Regions from separate parts of the Mus musculus genome. Here all the other regions are linked to region 3. Evidence: chromatin contacts called from public Hi-C, HiCAR-type and HiChIP or PLAC-seq data. All regions are on one chromosome and are shown on one strand. Each heading gives the region's core, a stretch centred on a gene start, on an enhancer-like site or on the middle of the called end of the contact. The rest is flanking DNA. Distances are from core to core; before and after follow the strand shown. Region 1 overlaps Cd44 (CD44 antigen). Region 2 overlaps Gm34483 (a long non-coding RNA gene). Region 3 overlaps Slc1a2 (solute carrier family 1 (glial high affinity glutamate transporter), member 2). Region 4 has its middle 38 kb from the start of Gm34483. Region 5 has its middle 12 kb from the start of Cd44.

Region 1 (2,700 bases), core at 171-2,670, 140 kb before region 3:
AATTGCTCCTTGTCTGTTTCCATAGACATCAGTGGGGTGACCCATTTTCCTGGCACTTTCAAGTTAAGACTGACCAAATGATGAGTATCATGTAATGACTGGCCTCTACCTCAGAGTTTTCCAGACTGGTTTAGATATTCCCATAGGGGAGTTTGAGAGGGCCAGGGTAACTGGAGGGGTAGGCTAGGTACTGAGGTGAGACTAAACAAGGTGGATTCAGGCTCTAGGTCTATCTCAAAGCCCTCATTCTGGCTCCACCTCAGATAACGATACTTACTGGTCTTAGCCATCCTGAATCTTTCCAGTGCATCATGGTAGCAAAAGAAAGATAGAGCACTACTCTGCTCTATAAATGCTGCTGTTGCCCCTCCTTATCCTGGCATCAACCCAAGAAGATCTAGGTAGACTCAGAAGATCTGAGGCAACATCTATGTTCATCAAACTCTCCCTGCATCTCTTGTTCCTTAAATTCTCCATCTGTAAAGTGGGTGCATAGTACCGACCCTTAAGGCTTCAAAGGACTGTTTTGGTATGCTTGTGTTGCGTATCTCATGAGATAAAGTCCTATTAACAAGGTGATCCAGGTCTAAAGTACACGATGCATTCTGTTCTACAGAGAGTGACACCAACACATGTCTTTATTCCTGTGGGAATTTTATGGCCCTTTCTGATATTTGAATGTGCCTCAGGTATGCAAACCCATACTCTGAGCCCTTTTATCTCACAAGTCCTGAAGATGTCCTAGCTTTGATGCTATCAATTAGTTTTATTTAGATTTGAGATTACCCATGACTAGTGATTATACTATTTAGTTAGTATTATGATTTCTATTCTCTTAAAAATGATTTTCCAGGTGACATGTGTGTGATTGCATAAGGCTATTTCCATAAAAAAAAAAAAACCATACAAAGCCTTTTGAGCATATTCTCATTTTACTGAAGGAGAGAGAAAGGCTAGATGTGTCACAGATCCTACTGCAAGTAGTTCAAGGTCACGTAGCTTATAGTGAATAGGATTTGGGTGTGACCCGTGCATCCTCCTTCTAGATGGAGACTGGCTCACCAGCATGCCAGGACTCACTGATCGCTTCTCAAGTGCAGATAATAACAAGTAACCGCTTCTTATTCTGCTTTGTCTCTCACGAGGTCCCTCTCTTGATCTGCCAGTCTTTCAAAGTGCTGCCTCTAGACTTGTGCAGAAGGTGTACTCTAATTAGATGATGTCAAAGTAATTACAGCTGCCCAGAAAAAAAAATAACTGCAAGACAAAGTGGAGCTGTCGTTCTTGCCTCTCCGAACTGCAGCGGGAAAAACCGTATGTGGCCTTCTGCTGCTTTGTCAGTCCACTTAACCACATCCTGAGTTTGTGCTAGTCAATCTGCTAAATCAATAAGATCCAAAAGTGGAAAAAAAACAAAACAAAACAAAAAACCAAAGGTGTTAAGGCCAGTGGATTTCCTGGTTGCCATGGCAACACACAAGGGTACACACTGTGGTTTCTTGTTTCATCTGTCTTCCTGGAGGCTTGTTCCCCATGGAGGACTTGGACTTACAGAACTCCTATTTAGTGAGATAAAACTAGGGGCAAGCAAGCACCTTGATAGATCCAGAAGAAGGGGGGAAATCTTCAGCAGGGTCTTACTGCCCATGTACCCAACACAGAAGCAAAAGGCAGGAAGAAGGCTTCTTCTCACGTTCTAAAAACAACTCAAGGCATCTCTAGACTATGCAATGGGTTGGCTATTTGGAGGACTTGGCAGAATGGCCCGGGTGACAGCTTCTAAGGGGGTTGCTCTTTCATAGAGTCCTGTTGGCTCATGATGGACTCCTTGTTCCTTAAACTAGAGACTGAGAGGTCAGGGTGTCCAGCCAGGCCCCCAGATATTGGGGTGCCTTTCCCCTTTGAGTGCCAAGAGATGAATAGCTCAACTAAAAGCACCCCATGACAAATTCTGAAGGAAATTCCCTCCATATGATTGTGCATGACTGTCTTCTCTGCTCATTAAAACTTCACCCGCCTTGGGGATGATTCCGGGAGAGACTGAGTCACTAGTTACTCATGGTCTGCAGTGGGCAGCCAAAGGCTATCTAGCACCAAGAATGATTTTGGCCTCATTCAAAAGTAGATGCTGAACAATATACTCTTTCATTAGGCACCCGTCACATGGGAGTCAGACGATGGCACAAGTGGTGTAGGGGCAATGGGAAAGCTGCCAGCCTTCTTCTGTACTGGCAGGTTTGGTGGAAGCAGGGGCTATACAGCTTGAATGGTTCCCAGATGGAAACTTCTGAGCTGCAAAGACATCGCACAAGTGGAAAAAGAGTGACTTGCCCATGATGTACTTCGGAATGATGCTCCCTGGCCATGAGTTGTAGATTTATTGGGAACAGCATGCTCAAACATCTTATAAAATATACTTTGTTAGAAGCATTGTACCAGGAGTCAGGATGCTGCAATTAAAGTCCCCTGAGATTGTGCTTTCTTCATAATGGTCTAGGGGACCAAGCTCTCAATTTTATTTTCTTGTTTCTCACAGCTAATTTGTTTAAGGCCCTTTATTGTCCTACCTTTAATCATGGATGATCTAATTACCAATATGTTTTTGTTTTTTGTTGTTTTTTTTTAAAGAAAAATGGCACGTTCCCTACTTGCTTCTAATCAGAATCAGCAGAGCTAGGCTCATGAATTGTGTCATCTTCT
Region 2 (2,700 bases), core at 74-2,573, 210 kb before region 3:
ATCCAGAGCATGAACTTAGAGGCAAGGAGAGGAATCGAAGATCCAGCTAGAGTGCCAATACCACAGCTGAATTACAGAGTTCCAGGTATAGTTTGAGACCCAAACAGAAGAATAGTTGTATGGAATGGAAAAACATCTCATGGATCAAAGTAAGATGAAGACTCCATATGTTAGTGAGAGTCACACTCATCTTGTCATGCAGAGTCTAAGGCAATGACGGCAAGTCCAATTTCAATGATTTTCTGGTGAGCTTGAGCCAGTGGTCAGTTTCCAGAGCTCAGAGATACCCAGGTTCTCTACCAAGAGAGTGAGTTAGTATGCTCAAATGACTCACATCTTTCTGTAAAATCAGAGGCACATAGGCATATACACTCCAATTCCTATTTGATGTAGTCACTTATCACCCCATGAGACAATGTGATTAAAATATTTCCCAGGTAGGGAAATGTTACCAGATTGAACAAATAAAAAATATAAAACACCTAGTAAAAGTTAAGCTTTAGATAAACAAAGGGAAAAAAAACACTTGAAATGTTTCATTGAACGTTATTATCCAAAAAATTATTTGTTAAGTGAAGTTCAAATCCCAATGGAAGCTCTGCCTTTTGTCTCTCTGCAGTATTCCCAAGGAGATTATGAATAAATCAACAATGTTTTAACTTCTGAGGATGCAAGAAATTTCTAGACTGCTGGGACTTTTTGTTCTTTCTCTCTGCACAACACATTCCTCACCTACCCGATGTGTTTGTATACCTGCAAGTATGTGTTTGTGCAGGTGTGCAAATGTGGATGTGGTTGCACATGCGTGTATGTACCCATGCTCGGGGAGGCCAGAGATCAGCCTTAGGGGCTGTTTCTCAGTAGTCTTCTCCTTGTGTTTTGAGGCAGGATGTCTTATTGGCCTGGAGTTCACCAAACAGGTTAGGGTGGCTGGCCTACAAGCCTCAGGGACTTACCTCTCTCCACCTTCTCAGTGCTTAGATTACAAGTGTGACCCCATGGCCAACCTTTTTTGTGTCGATTTTGGGCATTTACCTCAGGCCCTCCTGTTTATGGGGTTAGCAGTTTGCCAACTGAGTTATCTCATCTTGCTTCACCTAATTTTATCTTTTGTCTCCTATTTCCATTCTCAGAGCTGTCCTACAGAGAGCCAGTTATTACCTATTGACACCTCCCAGAATTATAATATGGCATGAACTGCCACTGATTGAGGCAAGGAAAGGCTGAAAGCAGAAAGAAGAAGTTGAGCTTCTTAAAGTGACTCACAGGAAGGAAACCTGGTGAGCAGGCAGTTGGATGATTGGCCTCTGACTCACTGGAGGTTTCTTTGCTAGAGATTTGCAGCCGTCTATCACCATCACTGATACTGACGTTAGTGTGCGATCAGCAAACCACTGACTTTCCTTGGCAGCAAATAGAACTCCTTCTTGGTTAAACCTAGGCTTAGACTAAACGGCTGGGTACTTGTTGGTTCCAAACAAAGAATTAAAACTGAAATTGGGGGGGGGGGAAGGGTGGCGGCTGGGTTATAAAGCTTCTTAAACAAAAATGTACAAGACCCTGTGAAGACCATGTTCATGGGTTTGAAGCATTTATCCCCACACTCTCTTCTGTCAGCTTGGTCTTGAGTAATATTCAAGTAAAATCTGGGTCAGTTACTATGCTGTGGTTGCAGAGGATACTCCTCACCCAATGTTCAGAGGATGTGGGCTAAGGTTATCTTTAGCAATGACTTTAAGAATATAGGGCATATTTAAACCTATTAAAACCCACAAAATCAGGTCTCCCAATCCATTGGGCTTCAGAGGCCTCCACAACAGCCTTAGAGGCTGTTTGATGTCTCTGAAAAAGTTAACTTGTAGCTGTATGGACTGTGACCAGCTTACAGCCTCCAGCCTTGGCATGGAGCATATCTCTGGTTTCAAAGCTGAGCGCATCTGTGTCTCCCAGACACCCACTAGACAACGGCTGAACATGCCAGAGCATAGGCATTTCTTTAAATCATAAATTTCTTGAGTGAGTGAGCAGTCTTTTTTCTGGAATTCCCCCACTGGGCTGGCCACAACTTTGTAAGATCGCTGTGATCCGAAGTTCTAATTGATCAACTCCATTTCCTTTCCCCTGTATGTTCTAAGTTATACCCCAATGCAGTGACTAGATGTCTGTTGCCACTGGGTTCTCTTGTTGAAATTTACCTTTCAAGGTTAATCATATTAGGAGGCAGGTCTTTGGAAGGCTATTGAGTCAAGGGTGAAGTCTGAGATTAGAGACCTCTTAGTCTTTCTGTCATGCAGGGTACAGTGAAAAACTAGAGCCTGCAAGTAGCAGAGGAACCAGGCTAGCATGCCCGTATTGAAGTAGGCTTGAAGACATAATGGGCACACCAATATGGCTCCCAAGGAACTGACCACATCAGGTTATATTCTGTAAAGGGAAGGGATATCTTGAGGAGAGAGTAATAAGAAGGGTTTATGACAAATCTATTCCTTCTTTCCCTGGAAGGAATGAGAATGATAAGTGAATTAGAGGAAGAATCAAGCCTTCAAATGTCAGGCTTTGCCTTCCTCGCTCCTCGGGGTCAAGCTTTCTCTGGAGAGGGAACTGTGGAAGTATAGAAAGATATTGATAAACTCGGAACACATCCTGGAGGTGACTGAGAGCACCCAGAAGCCCCACATATATTCTGGCACAGTATCCATG
Region 3 (2,700 bases), core at 15-2,514:
TGTAGGACAGATTACGTCAGGCACTTTTTCCTTTCAGGGCGACACAGAGCTTTAGAATAGTGTTGAGAAGCACTGGGCAATTTAGAGGGTTGTGAACAAGACCGGTAAAAGAGTGTCTGTGTGCAACTGAGAGACAGGAGCAAAAAGAAGAAAGGAAAAGGTGAATCTCAGAATGATATTAAGGTTATAGGCAACAAATATTCCAGAAATGAGGTGATCTGATTCTAGCCTTAGAATACTCCAGAGCATATCACGAAACACTCAAGCCTGACAGAGATCAGAGCACGTTTAGAAAACTGCTATCAGAGTTGAAACGGTCTCTGAATCATCACGGATGAGGTGAGAGATTGGACAGGGATAACCCCGGGGATTTGGGTTACCTGCTGGAAACAGGCTTGCACCAGGTTCTCCGGGAAGAGATTTCTAATGAGATCCAGGAAGGCATCCAGGCTAGACACCTCGTCGTTCTTCTTCCCGGGCCCTAGCTGCTTCTTGAGTTTGGGATTGCCTGGGTGGATGGCCAACACCAGGATGACCCCCAGCACGGCGGCAATGATGGTCGTGGACATGTAATACACCATAGCTCTCGTGCCTAGGCGGCCGCTGGCTTTAGCATCCAGGCCTGACAACCCTGGGTTTAAAAGAAATCCACAAAGATCAGTTCTGTTCTTTTCTATTCATGTCCCCATCTCTACACATCTACAACCCCCCTGGCTTCCTATCATTCAGATCTATTAGTGGTTAACTAGCACTCCTCTGACTAAATATGTGACCAAATTCCACACTTTACATTTCTATTTTCTGGGGTTATTTTTGAGATTCTTGAGAACCTGGGGAGTCGGTGACTCATAGTTTACATATCGCTGATTTCAACCTAAATGTCAATCACTAGTATATATGTGAAAATAATATTGAAGAGTTTTCCATTTTTAAGTCTAAGATAATGATGTCTTTTCCATTTTCATGACCTTCAATGGTCTTCTCTGAAGCAATGGTTAAGCCAAGGATAGCATTTCGATCATATGTTATTATTACTATTCATTGTCCTCATTTAGGAGAATCAAAAGCTGGGACATCAAGGTCATGGTCAAATGTCTTTAGAATATACTACAAGAGACTGAAATGGAGACCCAGCATGATCCTCCCACACCCCTGTGTTGAAGCATGGTGGTTCTCATGTCTAACCTCATGTGGCTATTGGAGAGCACATATGAGAAGCAGCTGCCAGCACTATGTGCAGCATCTGTACTGAGGGCAGTCAGAGGAAACTCCAAGTCAAGTCATACAGACCTCAGCCTCCGCTGGGGCTTTTTCTCCAGCTGTTTCTTCAGTGTGCCTACTTCCTGGTTTCAGTTCCTACCTTTACTAAATGGAGAGATAGAACCCATTTCTGGGGATCTGTCCTTTTTTTCATGCTAGGGAGGATGTTGGTGTGGATTTCTCTGAATTAATGTGACCCATGTATGACCAATTTCTCTCTAGAACCCAAAGGCTAAATCTGGGCAAAGGAAGCCGGGTCTTTCTACCAGGCTGGCTTGCATATAATATATTGAATAGGCCTGAAAACATCTTCTCTGGTCTGGAGAGAAGCACGGATCCATTCAACCCCAAAGCTTAATGATAAGAAATTCAGGTTCCTGAACACTTAAACCTGAAAGCTAGTGTTTCTGGTGTAAGGATGGGACAATTGGCCCAGTGTGGGAGTCAGCTGGAGTCACTGAACCTCCAAGTCTATCAGTGCAGAGGATAGCTCTGAAGGCCACCAAACTCATTGGCAACTAGCTATGACCAGCTTGGAGCCCCCCACTATCAACTCCAAACTGGACACTAAGCAATACATCATGCCCTGTTCCAATAACATTGTCTTATATGAAAAAAATTATTAGCATGAGTTCAAACATAGGAAAAAAAATCAAATCAATGAATTATTTTAGCCAAAAAATATAAGAAAGAATGTTATCACATATTAAGTATATCTTTCTATTAAAACACCTTCAGCTTTCATGTCTAGCATTTAATCTCTTTTCAATTCATATCTTCCTAAATGCCCAAGTAAATAATAAAAGCAGTGTATTTTTTCATTTACAATCTCTATCATCTTCCAATATGCTGAGAATATTAAAAATGAAATAGCAAGATAGTATCACTTTCAATACATGGCTGTTCCTTTGAATCCTTGACTGTTAGAAGGAAAGGTAAAGTGAGTGACAGATCTATTGTCTTTCTTTTTAGGATCAATGATTCCTATTTCAGAGACAGGAAAGCCATCAGAGATGCAATGATATAGAGTGGAGTCCACTGACTCAGCCATAAAGAAAGTCTACTTTGATCCCCGGAAGCCAGCACTGGGCTTCGCCATAGGTGGGCAGGCACTGGGAAGGAGCTCTCACCTGTGATTAAACTGGAGATGATAAGAGGGAGGATGAGCATCTTCAGCATCCTCATGAGTATGTCCCCCGGGAAGGCTATCAACATGACCACATCAGGGTGGATGGGCGATGCCAAGCGAAGCAGCCCGCCACACACTGCTCCCAGGATGACACCTGTTGAAGGGAAAGAGGCAACCTGAATTCAGGGTTTTTTTTTTCCCTAGTGAAACAAACAGCTCTAAAGATTCCTTCCAGTGGTTGTGATCTTTTTCATGTGTCTGGCTAATGGACTACAAATACCTCAAAATGAAGACCTTACATAAGGGACATT
Region 4 (2,700 bases), core at 8-2,507, 240 kb before region 3:
ACAAGATGGGAAATAATTCCTTCATTTACTGAACTCCTTGCTATCACAAGAAAGGCTATGAGAATCCACCAGAGGTGGAGTGACCTTTTGACAAAGAATAAAATTAATTAAAATATCAAAATAATCCTCTCATCTATCTGTCTCTATATTGAGTTGCTTTCCTAGATGCATAAACTCTTGTGAGGTTCTTAGTCACATCCAGATATGAACTGTGTTTACCTGTTCATCTGTTCTCACCAAAGAGCCTTTCTTTGGTGTCGTTTTATATAAACTTCAGATGTAGAAGGCAAACAAGAAAGGCTGGATGCAGGGGTAGGGCTGGGTACAGGGGTAAGGTTGGGTGCAGGGTAGGGCTGGGTGCAGGGGTAGGGCTGGGTACAGGGGTAAGTTTGGGTTGCAGGGGTAGGGCTGGGTGCAGGGGTAAGGTTGGGTGCAGGGTAGGGCTGGGTGCAGGGGTAGGGCTGGGTACAGGGGTAAGTTTGGGTTGCAGGGGTAGGGCTGGGTGCAGGGGTAGATTGGGTGCAGGGTAGGGCTGGGTGCAGAGGTAGGGCTGCACTGGCCCTCTGTGTTTCCTTTCATTTGTTCTCTCCTCTGTCTGGAAACCACTGTGCTGGCTTCCCAGCACATCTTTGGAGAGTACTGACTCAGTGTTTGAAGTCAGAAAATAGGATATGGCCTCGTTCTTAGATTAGATTCCTCAGACAGCTCTCACTAACTTGACCCATCCCAGCCTCTTATATGTGCCTTGTGTTAACATATTCTCATTTTCTAGGCTAAGAGAAGGGGCTCCAGCAGCTCAGGTGTGACTTGGGATAGCCCACAGAGCTCCATGCCCTCTACTACTTCACTCTTCTCTGAACAATTTGCCCTCTGCACCCTGCAGTGAGTCATCAACACTCAAGACTACATAGTATAGATCACAGATTGTAGCCAGACTCCTGCAGCAAGCGCTTCTCTGATCTTATTTCAGATGTGCTCTTAGCAGGACATTCTGCTCAAACTGAACACAGTCCCATAGCCTGGGAGCCCCTTGCCCATCAGCCCATCAGCCAGTACAATTATGTTCCCATCTGATTACCATCTTCTCTCTGGACCAGTGATAGCCTATTTCCCAAGGAAGCTTCCCACTGTCATTTATAGAGTACAATGTTGTCTTCCTATCCTTGATGGACCAAATGGCCTATGGTTTCAGGAGGAAATGCTGGGTGTGGCAAATGGAGACATTATTCAGGCCTTCCTCCAATAACTGTCCTCAGAGTAGCTGTTATGAGGTAATCAGGGAACCTCCTTTGTTACCAGCTCTTGACCACAAGGAACCCTACTGGAAAGGCCCCAGCCCATGAGTGAGTAGGACCCTGGAGCAAAGACTTGCTCACTTATGTTTGATGAAGAATTAGCTCCAATAAACAAGCCAGTTAGGCTAATAGATTATATCATGATTGAACACCTACTCTGCCTCCAATCCTCTATCTGTTTTCTCACAGATCTTTCTCTATCTCAGTATTCTTTGTACTCCTCATTTTGTTATAGCATTTACTTCCCAGAAAACAGAAGATTGGAAGTAAAGGGAAGGAAATGAATTCTAACTATAGGATTTATTTATTTATTTATTTAGATTTCTTAAGTTCACTCTTCCTAGCTGGTGGTTATGAATAGGCTTTGAGATAGCTGAGAGTTACTGGTATACTGATATCTCTCTCTCCCTCCCTCCCTCTCCGTACATAAACACACACACATATTAGAATCTCTCTTTCTCTCTCTCTCACTCTCTCTATATATACATATACATATATATATATATATATATACACACATATATATGTGTATGTGTATACATAGATATATAAGATATATGTATGTCTGTGTATACATATGTGCATATATGTGCACATATATACACACATTCACACACACACATATATATATATCCAATATTGCCTACAGACTGCATACATAATGTGTCTAAACACATTGAATAATTTATGTGCCATTTAAAAATATATAACACAATTTGCATAGTGTTTTAGCAATTTGAATAGTGTATCTTTAAACAGTATTCACTAGTATAAAATACACACAGGGAAGGAGTATTTTTTAAAAGATTTATTTTTTTATTTTATGTATGTGAGTACACTGTAGCTGTACAGATGGTTGTAAGTCTTCATTGGTTGTTGGGTATTGAATTTAGGACCTCTGCTTGCTCTGATCAACCCCCCTCACTCTGGTCAGCCCTGCTCGCTCTGGCCCAAAGATTTATTTATTATTATAAATAAATACACTGTAGCTGTCTTCAGACCCACCAGAAGAGGGTGTCAGATCTCTTTATGGGCGATTGTAAGCCACCATGTGATCTCTTTATGGGCGATTGTAAGCCACCATGTGGTTGCTGGGATTTGAACTCAGGACCTTTGGAAGAGCAGTCAGGGCTCTTACTCACTGAGCCATCTCACCGGCAAGGAGCTTTCAATTTAAGAGGACTAAATTAGATGATGTTGTTTTCTTGTTTTCATACAGTAACTGAGGATTTCCCTAAAACATAATAAATAAGGAAGTAAATAAATAATAAACAACTTTGTCTTCACACATAACAGGGGATTTCACCAAATCATAATAAATAAGGAAGTAAAAAAAAAAAAACCAACTTTGAAAAAGACTGCTGGATTCCCCCCCCCCCCCCCCCACAGAATAGCTCTTGTTTGA
Region 5 (2,700 bases), core at 116-2,615, 170 kb before region 3:
CTGTCCCAGAGCTGAATGGCTGGCCTCTTACTTTCTGCTGTGCAAACAGCGATGATAACAGCAACAGCAAGAGCAATAAAGCCACCAGGCTACCAGGCCACCAGCACTGAAGCTACACTAGACAATGAGCCAGATCCTGACTTGGTCTACTGGAAAGAGCTCAGAAAGGTGGGCTGGAATCGAATCAGCCTGGTGTCACAGATAAGGGAACTGAAGCTTAAGTAGGCGGAGCTACTTGTTCAAAATCCTCCACTGGAGGAACTGCAGGACTACAGCAAGCACTCAGGACTGTCAGACCCTGAGCTTGCTCTCGTGAACAAGCTCCTTGAATCCCCACTTCCCAGTTGCTCGGGAATGGAGCATCTCCCACTGCAGCAGCACACAGATAACGCACATAAATAATCCCAGCAGCCTTGCTGCTCTGTCAGTTCCCAGGCATCTATGTACTTAACGGTTCATTCTCAACAACACATGCAAAATGTTGACTTGGTCTCCCAAACAGAAATTTAATATTTCAGGGATGAGACAAATGACACAGATCCTGTGGGCTTGGCATACATTAATTATGGCCTCTGGGAAAGAATGAATGTTTTTGGACCATGCCCACTACAGTGTGAGCCCCTACCTCTGCCACTTACCAACTGTATGACATGGCAGCTGTCTTACCGTTCACGCGTCTCGTCCCTCAGCTTCAACAAAAAGAGTACTATCTCTTTCATAGAGTGACTTTTAAAGGTTGAAGAGCTAGTTGGTAAAATGCTATGGCAGATTATATGCTCAATCATTTTGGCAATTATTTTGAAATCTGGTCAATGAAGCACTGGCCAAATGGTTTGAATTTTATTCTATTTTCTCTAGCAACCAGCTGTATGACTGCAAATGGCATGTGTATGCATATATGTGCATGTATGTTTATGTGTGTGTGCGTCTGCATGCATGCATACCTGTGTGTATACCAGTTAGCTCAGTGGTAGCAGAAGGGTAACTGTGTATGTGAGGGAGGATTGTTAGGATTTGGACACAGCTCAGCCTCGTCAGACTTGCAGATGTTAGCCTGATTTTCAAGAAGTCTGAACTCTAGCCACCTTCTCCTCATCTCTCCTCCACTTTCCTCTCTTGGACCAGCTCACGTTTCAACTTGAATCAGATAGTGTAGCCCTGAGTACAGGTTCCCATAGCATCAAAGGAAGGGAAATCTTGACCCTGACTCTGGATCACTTAGTTCCTGGAGTTTCCAGAAGGGTTTCTGTAGCTTGACTGGGCTATTGTCAGCATCCCCGAGGTGCAGGCAGAGACATGCATGAGACAGGATAAAGAAGAGGCATAGACACACACCACAAACAGCTCTCTAGAGGAAGTGAAGTACAATTGAGTAAAGTACAGGAAGAGAAGCAAACATCAAGGTGTGAGAAGGGGAAAAGTTCTCAGATGATAAAGAAGGTGTCACAGCTACTTTGTCTTCTCCTGTCCTCCATCCATAGGGGCTAGCATCACAGTGTCGTGACTGAGGCTTTCAGCTGAGATCACATTCTATACCTTTCTGTCTACATATGTATGGACAATTGAGTAAATTTTTTCTGATCCTCTGATTCTTTAAGTGGCACTAGCCATCCTCCAGCACAGAATTAATTGAGATATCCTGTGAGAGCTCTTCTCTGGGTGTCTGGTTGATAACATCAATAATGAATTCCATGTTCCGTATTTCTTGGGGCCCAAAACCACTCATAGTGTAACCTGTCCCAGAATTCAAGGCATTACCAGAATTTTGTCTTAACCCTGTCATTATGTCTTCCTGATCAGCAAGGACCAAGAGAAGCTTGCTTATTTTCCCCAAGGGAGTGGTGTGAAGGGGCTGTCCTGAACCTGCACCAGAGCCACTCACCCAGTCACCAGATTGTGTGTAGTGAGAGTAGAGACACATCTGGGGCCTAAGTGAGGCCACCAGGAGCTGACACTCTGTGGGTGGGGGAAGAGAAAGGGACAAACCCGGACTGATGAGGTAGCAAGCTGTGCAACAAGAACTAAGGTGCAGAAGAAAGGGCGAGTTTCAAGCCCCCCCCCCCCCCCAAACAGGCACATGTAGCCTGTATCTCATAGAGACCCATCCTGAAATATTTACAGATTAAAAGATGGGATGTTTGCGAAGCATTTCAAAATAATTCAGACGTGGTGACGAGCATAAGGTGAGCCCAACCTAAAATACCCACTTGCTAAAGCCATTGTAAATTTTTGGATCAGACTTCATTAATACCAAAATTAGATCCACTGCACAAAAGAGAAATCCACCTGGAAGTGAGATGAGAGGTGGGGCAGGGAAGTACCTAGGAAGTCACAAAAAGATCAAATTTGGAGAAAGAATGCATCAGAAATACCCACTATTTTTTGTACCCTGTTGTAGTAGCTAGAATACACACATTGTTACATTGTGCACTTTGACTCTCACAATGGGCATAAAAAGCCTTACATATGGAACTTAAGCTTGAATGCAGAGAGTAAACAGCCAAGGTCACTAAGTAAGTGATGTTTGGAGTTAGTTGACATGTTGAGAATAATGAGTCTTAAGAGACAGTTAGGAGTTACTGCATGAGGATGGACTTAGGCCAGGAAAGGAGGAAGGGGGAAAAGAAAGAGGGAGATAAAGGATGACTAGTCAAACTATTTGGCCATCAGGATCTGGATCCAGTGCCCGAGTGCTAAAGC

The links. Hi-C and Micro-C count contacts between places; a contact is called where the count stands out from the background. HiCAR-type assays count read pairs that join an accessible place to other places. HiChIP or PLAC-seq counts read pairs in DNA pulled down with a chosen protein or histone mark.
Region 1: a BATF HiChIP or PLAC-seq map of CD8 T cells shows a contact between it and region 3, with 9 read pairs. The contact joins two enhancer-like sites. A contact is called at or near these places in 4 of 39 promoter capture datasets (the HPC-7 cell line, liver and pre-B cells), 9 of 484 Hi-C or Micro-C datasets (the AML12 cell line, B cells, the G1E-ER4 cell line and 4 more) and 4 of 115 datasets of contacts at active chromatin or transcription factors (CD8 T cells, bone marrow-derived macrophages, effector CD8 T cells and 1 more).
Region 2: a BATF HiChIP or PLAC-seq map of CD8 T cells shows a contact between it and region 3, with 13 read pairs. The contact joins two enhancer-like sites. A contact is called at or near these places in 14 of 39 promoter capture datasets (the 3T3-L1 cell line, 3T3-L1-derived adipocytes, the HPC-7 cell line and 9 more), 1 of 15 datasets of contacts at CTCF or cohesin (the NIH/3T3 cell line), 3 of 484 Hi-C or Micro-C datasets (Th1 cells, adipose-derived mesenchymal stem cells and liver) and 4 of 115 datasets of contacts at active chromatin or transcription factors (CD8 T cells, intestinal villus epithelium, microglia and 1 more).
Region 4: a HiCAR-type map of Th17 cells shows a contact between it and region 3, with 4 times the contacts expected there. The contact joins two enhancer-like sites. A contact is called at or near these places in 1 of 39 promoter capture datasets (liver), 1 of 15 datasets of contacts at CTCF or cohesin (CD8 T cells), 1 of 484 Hi-C or Micro-C datasets (liver), 5 of 115 datasets of contacts at active chromatin or transcription factors (the 230-238 cell line, CD8 T cells, Th17 cells and 2 more) and 3 of 9 other capture datasets (adipose tissue, embryonic stem cells and liver).
Region 5: a Hi-C map of B cells shows a contact between it and region 3, with 1.5 times the contacts expected there. The contact joins two enhancer-like sites. A contact is called at or near these places in 3 of 39 promoter capture datasets (the C10 cell line, macrophages and pre-B cells), 5 of 484 Hi-C or Micro-C datasets (B cells, the G1E-ER4 cell line, Th1 cells and 2 more) and 5 of 115 datasets of contacts at active chromatin or transcription factors (CD8 T cells, bone marrow-derived dendritic cells, large pre-B cells and 2 more).

What each region holds. Positions count from the first base shown.
Region 1 is chr2:102,872,786-102,875,485 of GRCm38.p6, reverse strand. The region is part of intron 1 of Cd44 (CD44 antigen); the gene reads left to right. Among named protein-coding and RNA genes, the nearest start is that of Gm23731, 24 kb to the left of the region's middle. Within about 2 kb of position 1,420, at least 91 of the 459 cell types and tissues checked have an H3K27ac peak or open chromatin away from gene starts, as enhancers often do. A contact at or near this core is called in CD8 T cells, where this site is marked.
Region 2 is chr2:102,947,299-102,949,998 of GRCm38.p6, reverse strand. All of the region lies in intron 2 of Gm34483 (a long non-coding RNA gene), which reads right to left. Among named protein-coding and RNA genes, the nearest start is that of Gm34483, 7.6 kb to the right of the region's middle. Within about 2 kb of position 1,323, at least 124 of the 459 cell types and tissues checked have an H3K27ac peak or open chromatin away from gene starts, as enhancers often do. A contact at or near this core is called in CD8 T cells, where this site is marked.
Region 3 is chr2:102,737,620-102,740,319 of GRCm38.p6, reverse strand. Slc1a2 (solute carrier family 1 (glial high affinity glutamate transporter), member 2) reads right to left here. Exons shown (of 11, transcript NM_001077514.4): 3 at 2,391-2,543; 4 at 381-631. Among named protein-coding and RNA genes, the nearest start is that of Gm13872, 7.8 kb to the left of the region's middle. Within about 2 kb of position 1,264, at least 28 of the 459 cell types and tissues checked have an H3K27ac peak or open chromatin away from gene starts, as enhancers often do. A contact at or near this core is called in B cells, CD8 T cells and Th17 cells, where this site is marked.
Region 4 is chr2:102,977,893-102,980,592 of GRCm38.p6, reverse strand. No RefSeq gene overlaps it. Among named protein-coding and RNA genes, the nearest start is that of Gm34483, 38 kb to the right of the region's middle. Within about 2 kb of position 1,257, at least 31 of the 459 cell types and tissues checked have an H3K27ac peak or open chromatin away from gene starts, as enhancers often do. A contact at or near this core is called in CD8 T cells and Th17 cells, where this site is marked.
Region 5 is chr2:102,911,861-102,914,560 of GRCm38.p6, reverse strand. No RefSeq gene overlaps it. Among named protein-coding and RNA genes, the nearest start is that of Cd44, 12 kb to the right of the region's middle. Within about 2 kb of position 1,365, at least 49 of the 459 cell types and tissues checked have an H3K27ac peak or open chromatin away from gene starts, as enhancers often do. A contact at or near this core is called in B cells and CD8 T cells, where this site is marked.